Linked DNA regions of Zea mays: region 1 is linked to region 2. Evidence: chromatin contacts called from public Hi-C data. All regions are on one chromosome and are shown on one strand. Each heading gives the region's core, a stretch centred on a gene start, on an enhancer-like site or on the middle of the called end of the contact. The rest is flanking DNA. Distances are from core to core; before and after follow the strand shown. Region 1 holds the start of LOC109946110 (B-box zinc finger protein 32-like). Region 2 holds the start of LOC100286080.

The links. Hi-C and Micro-C count contacts between places; a contact is called where the count stands out from the background.
Region 1: a contact with region 2 is called in a Hi-C map of leaf, with 5 times the contacts expected there. The contact joins the promoter of LOC109946110 here to the promoter of LOC100286080 in region 2. A contact is called at or near these places in 2 of 25 Hi-C or Micro-C datasets (leaf and seedling).

What each region holds. Positions count from the first base shown.
Region 1 is chr4:243,981,942-243,985,383 of Zm-B73-REFERENCE-NAM-5.0, forward strand. LOC109946110 (B-box zinc finger protein 32-like) reads left to right here and starts at 1,596. Exons shown (of 1, transcript NM_001320520.2): 1 at 1,596-2,345. The coding sequence starts at 1,710. The coding sequence ends at 2,279.
Region 2 is chr4:243,826,343-243,830,116 of Zm-B73-REFERENCE-NAM-5.0, forward strand. It overlaps LOC100286080, which reads left to right and starts at 2,093. Exons shown (of 9, transcript NM_001158968.1): 1 at 2,093-2,222; 2 at 2,347-2,454. The coding sequence starts at 2,375.

The DNA of each region.
Region 1 (3,442 bases), core at 346-2,845, 160 kb after region 2:
GGTTGGGCACATAGAGTTGCGAACCGCACCTGTTTAGGGCTTGTTCGGTTAGCTCTCAATCCATATGGATTGGGTGGAATTGAGTGAGTTTAAATCCCAAATAGATCAAACTCTTCAGTTTACCAGGCCAAATCTGGTGTGGCTTGCGAGAGAGCTCTACCTCATGTCATGTACCCCTCTGAATCTCGGCCAGGAGAATAGAATTGAAGTTTTGATCCTATCTCGGCATTAGCGGCGACCGTAATTTCGTGGGATTGGGTAGGACAAGCCTGGTACACAGAAGTACAGAACGAGTAAAAAAGCCGAACCTTTTCCGTCCGTTCATTCGCTGAAATATCGTACAGCGAACGGCCGGCGAGGACGACCCGGACGTCTCCGAACCGAGAGTCCGAGACCACAAGGAGGACCGAAGGAACCGAGGAAGGAAGGGGAAGCGTTCAACAACCTTTCTCTCTCTCTCTCTCTCTCTCTTGAGGGAAATGACTGTAGGGCCTTTGCCTTACAGTTTTTTTACTGATCAGTATAGGATTTTATGAAAACTAGTTTTTACAGGGAGTGTGATTTTGCACTTTACAATTGTTGCACCCATTGCTTCATCTGTTCTGCTACCACAATCTTGAGTCTATAGCAGGTAAGAATTGTTTCCTGTATAAATAAACATTTCCTCGCAAGCATCCACTGTGGGCGGCCGGTTTTCGAAGATCCAATTGTTTCGGTTTTCGAAGATCCAATTGTTTCGACATTTCCAAATACACGTTATGATAGCTTCCATTCTCCAAGGTTTGACAAGTTGCAAACGCGTCCGGCGTATTGTTTGAGGGGTTTCCGGTGTGTGGCACTGTGTGATTCCATGTAGCAGCCAGCCACGCCGGACATATCTGCGTTTCAGGAACAAGTGGGACGTGGTTTCCTCCTCCTGTATTATACTCCATCCGTTTCTTTTTATTAGTCGCTAGATAGTGCAATTTTATACTATCTAGCGACTAATAAAAAGAAACGGAGGGAGTACAATTTTTCACAGCTATACGTGTCAAGCTCCATGTTCCTTGTTCTGAGAAGTCATCTGGTATTCAGTCTGTCCTTTATGATTCAACAACCTCTCTCTCGTCTCGCTTTAGCAGGTGGCTGGACTACACTACGTTACCAGCACGCCCAAAATCAGCCGCACCTGGCGCGTGCCCGCAGCCGCGGCACGTTGTTTTTTTCCCAGTCCCTCTCCAGCCTCCAGTCCTCCTCCACCACGCCAACGAATCAACGATGCGAATTGCGAAGCGAGAGAGTCGGACGGAAAAGTCCAACCGGGGACCCCACCCCTTTTTGCTAGCAGCAGTACACGTGTGGTGGCTGGCCGGCGAGTGAGCGCGAGCGCGAGCGCGACCAGCCCACGGTCAGTAGCCATCGGCCACTACCAGCCGGTGGGCTGGGCTGGGCGGGGCGGGGCCCCTTTAAATGCCGACCACACGCGCAGCCCCCCGAGAGCCTCCAAACCCCCGGCCCCCGCTGCTTGCTTCCCGGCCGAAGCTTCCGCCCGCGCGCGGAGACTCGTATATAAAGGCGGCGGCGTGTCGTCCGGTGCTCCTGTGAGACCTGGTCACCTGGAGGGTGCAAGGGAGGGAGGCGGTCGAATCCGTCATCCGCTGAGCACAGTGGCGGACCCAGCTGCTACGCTCCCGAGTCCGAGGGGAAGGCAGAGGAGACAAGCAGGCAGGATGGGTGCCGCTGGTGACGCCGCGGCAGCGGGCACGCGGACGCGGTGCGAGCTCTGCGGGAGCGCGGCGGCCGTGCACTGCGCCGCGGACTCGGCGTTCCTCTGCCCGCGCTGCGACGCCAAGGTGCACGGCGCCAACTTCCTGGCGTCCAGGCACGTGAGGCGCCGCCTGCCGCGCGGGGGCGCCGAGTCCGGGGCGTCCTCGTCCAGCGGCTCCTGCCTGTCCACGGCCGACTCCGCGCAGTCGAGGGCGGCGCCGCCGCCGCCAGGGAGAGGGAGGAGGGCGGAGGACGTGCTGGAGGGGGGGTGGGCCAGGAGGAAGAGGGTCGCGGCGGGGCCCGCGTGCCGTCGTCGCGTCCCGCTCCGCGTCGCGATGGCCGCCGCGCGCTGGTCGGAGGTCCGCGCCGGCGGTGGAGCGGAGGCTGCGGTGCTCGCAGTTGCGGCGTGGTGGATGACGCGCGCGGCGAGAGCGAGACCCCCGGCGGCGGGCGCTCCGGACCTGGAGGAGGGATGGGCCGAGTGCTCTCCTGAATTCGTGGTCCGGCAGGGCCCACATCCGTCTGCAATGTAGCAACAGCATGTGGGCGACGTTAGTTTGTCCTTTTCCTCCCTAATTATTTTAGTAATTAACGAGATCGATCGTGTGGTGTCGTTGGCTTGGCTTCCTCTCGTCGTCCGATTAACAAAAGCCGGTTCCATTGGCTGGATATCTTCTCTGCTGATCTGATTGTGTGTGCCAAATGCGTACTGTACGCATCAGCGTTGTTGATCGGGGACTAGACCCACCCACATGATGAGGACGGCATAAAAGGGCCGCAGCCGTCTGTCATCCTCATCCAGGAGTTCTTCTCCTCCTGGCCGCTCGTTAACCTTCGAATTTGATACCTATTTTTAATAGGACACGGTTCAACCGGTGGTATGGTACACGGCCTCGTGGAATCGTGCGAAACCAAACGTTCGTGCGTGCGTGCGCGAGCCATCATACGCTCGGACGCGTCGCGCACCGGTGGTAGATGGACACCCCCAGCCCGCAGATCACCCGCGGCTGCCGGCCCGGGATCCACACGATCCGATACGGCGAAGGGCGAACGCGTCGACGACTCGCCATCGCGCGTGCGTCGCGGCACCAGGCCAGACCGACCGAGTGCCGTGCGTGAGCGGCCAGCGTAGTAGCGCGGCGGGACTCGTTTCGGTGGCTAGATCGCTGTCTCTGTCTAGTCCGGACGCGCGGCGCGGGGAGATCCCCTCCCCGCCGGACACTCCTCCAACCTCCAGACATGCCAATTGCCAAGGACGCCGCCCCTACAGAGCTGCAGCCCCCAGATCATCTAAGTTCGTTTATTTGGCCCGTTTTGCGTGCATCATCAGCCCACGTAGCATATCCGGCCTAATTTCTCTCTCTCTCTCTATATATATTTTCCCTAAAGTTTCTTGCAGGAAGAAATTTTAATTAAAACTGTAAATATATACTCGTGTCATCAATTAGGTCGGCCGCCAATTAGAATTGCGGTAAAAAGTACTCCCTCCTCCGCCAAAAAAAAAGTGTTACTACCGTAACTGTGGTCAAAAAATTTTATAGACAATATCAGTAATATTCAAATAGGGCGTAAACCCCGTTTATATCTCTGTTGTGAAGCGAAATGGTAGTTTTGCTCAAGGTGTTTAAGCTCTGTAATTTCAGCCCTGCGATTTAAAACGAACATGTAGCAATAGGTTCTAATAAATGTCTGTACA
Region 2 (3,774 bases), core at 843-3,342:
TGATTGCAGAAACCAAGAAGTTTGACTAAGTTTCTATGATAAAAATGCCTTCGTTTCTAAACTCCTGGATCCCTTGAACAAATGTGACGGTTGCTAAGCTTCTGTCAACGATTTCATTTGCCTGTCATTAAAAATTATATATTGACTCTTTAGAAATAATTTGTGCAATATTGCTAATGTTTTTCACACGGATTTTACATATTATAGTGATGTTTATCATTCTACATCTATGTTTCATACAATTTTTTTACTTCCGTCGCAACGCACGGGCACATACCTAGTTAACTATGAGGAATAAGGTGGTGATGGATCAACCCATATTATTCCACAAACCAAACAACAAAAAAGTGAGGAGTGAGAAAATAATGGACTAACTCATTCCCCAAACCAAACACCCTGTAAATAGATTGCTAGATTGTGTGTCATCAGTCCATTGCAATCGATTTTTTGTATTTTAGTCGACTTTTCTAAAAAAACTCATTTAAACATCTGGACGACTTAATTCTGTTTTCTGACCTTTTGCTTGGCACTTATGTGTATTCCTTTCGCACAACCAATTGATATCGATGGTCAAACTTATCAGAACCGTCGATCCACTAGAAAAAACACCTCAAGTGATCCTAAGGAATGGAGCGAAGCATTAGTACATATTTAGTAAACATCAATGACACACAAGTTATAAACCGCGCACGTTAAAACCGCCACAAGTGTAGAAGCAACAAACAGCCGTGTTTGGATGTTTAGATTGACATACCAAAGTTGGACTGCCACAGTCACAATTAGGCACAGGAAGATCATGAGGAATAAGAGCATCCTTACTAGATGCATATGGATATACAGTCACAACTATATAGAAATAGTAATACGCACACAAATCAAAACTAATTAATCGAAACCATGCAACGCAATATATGTAACAAACGAATTAGAGAGATACCATACCTTGGTCTTCAAGATATACAGATCAAATCAATAATTTTCAACTCGAATACAAAGATTGGAGCACATCTCGACGATATGGATGAAGATGGAAACGAGAGAGATAAATGGTTGGGTGTAACTCTTAGCCAGAAAAACACTGATTTTATAGGACTTCCTAGCTCGGCGCCTTGGAGCCGAGCTAGGCAGGGCGACGACACGGTGGCAATGTTCCCCTAATACTCTCCTAATTCTATAGGAGCTATTAGTTTTTAACCAATTCTCATGTAAATGGTGAAAAAAACATTCCAACAACCTCTAATCTAATTTAGCCCCCCTAATCATATTTTGGCTTCACCATTGGAGCTAGATGCCACGTAAGCGCTATGTCAGCCCTCGCTAACCAGCGGATTACGTACCTCGGCGCCACAGACTGTGGCGCTGAGCAGTGTTGTACCCTCGCCAACCTAGGGATTATGTACCTCGTCGCCATAATTTATGACGCCTAGCAAAAGATTAAAAACAGAATTAAGTCATCGTCTAAATATAATTATTTTTCCAGAAAAGGGTTAAAATACAAAAAAAATCAGCCATCCCAACACATAAGTATTGTACCCGTATATATTTGTGTGCATAAGCGTACCATCATTTCGAGAAAAAAAGTTTTATACAACAACCAGCATTTCCCTTTCATAAAGACGTCAGCGTAAGAAAGGGACTCGTAATATTCTTTTTCTTTTTCTTAAACTACCATAGGTGGGGTACCGGGCCTACTCACGTGTTTAATTATTCCCTTGAGCCCGATCCATGTGGTGGTAATCATTATCTCCTCCCGCCCCCCGCCAGAAGATCACGCCGTTCGTGGACCGCCCGCCCCGGCCCCGCTCTCCTGCCCTTGGGATATTTGCGTGCGGCCAGACCACGTCACCCAACCAGATGCCGACGTCACTGTCACTGCGGGCCCCACAATGTGCTGCTTTTCCGCTTTTCGCTTCGCACCGTACCCGCTCGCGCACCGTACCGACGCCCGGTGGGACCGGCACACCAATCCAAGTGCGGGGCCAAAGTCAGTGACCGATTTTGCGACCGACGAGTCGACGGCAGGGTGCGAGTGCGAAGAAGCGTTGGCAGTATACTCCTCCAGGATACAGACATACAGTACAGTAGGTTCATTCCCCCCACCACATCGAACTGTGCGCGCGCTGCGCGGTCGGTCGCTCCCCTCCTCTGTCCGCGATCTCGGCTGGCCGCCTGGGCTTGGCCCTCGCCACCGCTCCCGTCTCCGGTTCCGGCGGCCGAGCCAGGTGAACGATCTCTCCAGTCCGGTCCCCCCCTGGCCCCTACCCCAACCCTACCGGCTGGTTCGTCGCGCGCGCCGAATCGTGGAGAGGCGGGAATCTGACGCGGACCTCATTGGATTCCGTGCAGGTTTGCTCGGGTCTTCGTGCCAGCGACGATGAAGGACAAGCGTGGGCTCGAGGACGCCGGCGACGGGCGCCCTGATGCCAAGAGGCCGCGGCCTCCGGCTCTGGCCAGGTGAGGAGCCCTCCGGATTCCACTTTTGGCCTTTTGGGCGTGTTTAGCTTCGTGATGCGCATGAGTGGGGAGCACTAGCGGGAGCCCTACTGACTTACAGTATTGTACTTGTACACAATCGGAAACTTGGTTCTGGATTACTTTCCCGCTGATCTTTTATGGTAGTGAGCGCCAGTGGAAATGGCCCCGGCCCCCGTGTGTTTTTTCTCGTCTCCCACTTGTCTTGGGTGACCTCAACTCGAGCTGGAATCATCATCTTCAGTGGCTACTGGTCTGTGCTTAGAGCAGCGTTTAGGGTGGTGTTTGGTGCAGGCTGTTGGACGATTGGCTGGAATGAACTGGTTTGCTGGATCGTGGGATTTGGAAGAAATATTGATCTTTGTTGTGTGCGTGGTAGATTTTTTATGCAGTAGCCATAGTCGCAACTCATGGAACCATGTGCCTTTGCATGGAATATTCATAGTGAGTGCTACCTTGTCCAAAATGGAAAGTATTTGTATCGTTACTGTCGACCTAACGGCCTACGTGTTAGTTGGACACGAGTAATAACGTCGGCAAATTCGGTAACGCTCCCTGTTTATTTCAATAGTTTAAGTAACCGCTGTCGAGTGTGCATTACCAGGTAAGCAAAGGAATCAAGCCCAGCATGGTTGGTTAAAGGGTGTAATACTGTAGTTCAGTGATTGCGTGCTCAGCCAACACAAGTTCAAGTTCTATTCAATATGGATTTGGGTGCCTGTTTCTTCTTAATGTAAAGTCACTTGATTTTTCCAAGTTTGGTGTACGTTTCCAGGAAGTATGTAAAAATCTCAAGTGAAATTAGAGCATGGTAGCCTATGCAAACATACAATGTTGGTGAGTATGAGTCTAGATGGATTCAGGGACACATGGATTTCTGTAGTACAGTAAGTAGGAATAGATTTATCTGTGTAATAATCAGTGTTATAGTTCAGTTACATATACAGTATACCTGTATTCTATTTGCAAACGCAAGTTGAAGATTGAACCTTGTGTTAAACTTCTCATGTTTTTTGAGAGTGCTGAACACCATGTTAATAGTTTTAGTGAATACCTTTGCTGTTTCGATTTGAGTTACAGACTCCAGATTGCCACACAATCAGATTAAGAAAATTTAGTTGTTGCACTTTTTCTTCTGACAGCATGAGAACCCGAATTTCATTACTTCACAACAATGAAATTACAGCAAGTTAAAAGATCCAACTCTGCAGCTAGCAACTAAACGAGGAAAACACTAACACACCTAAGCACACAGGGCTTAACACGTGCAGCATGCCCCCAGTCCTGAAACGTTCAAAACAC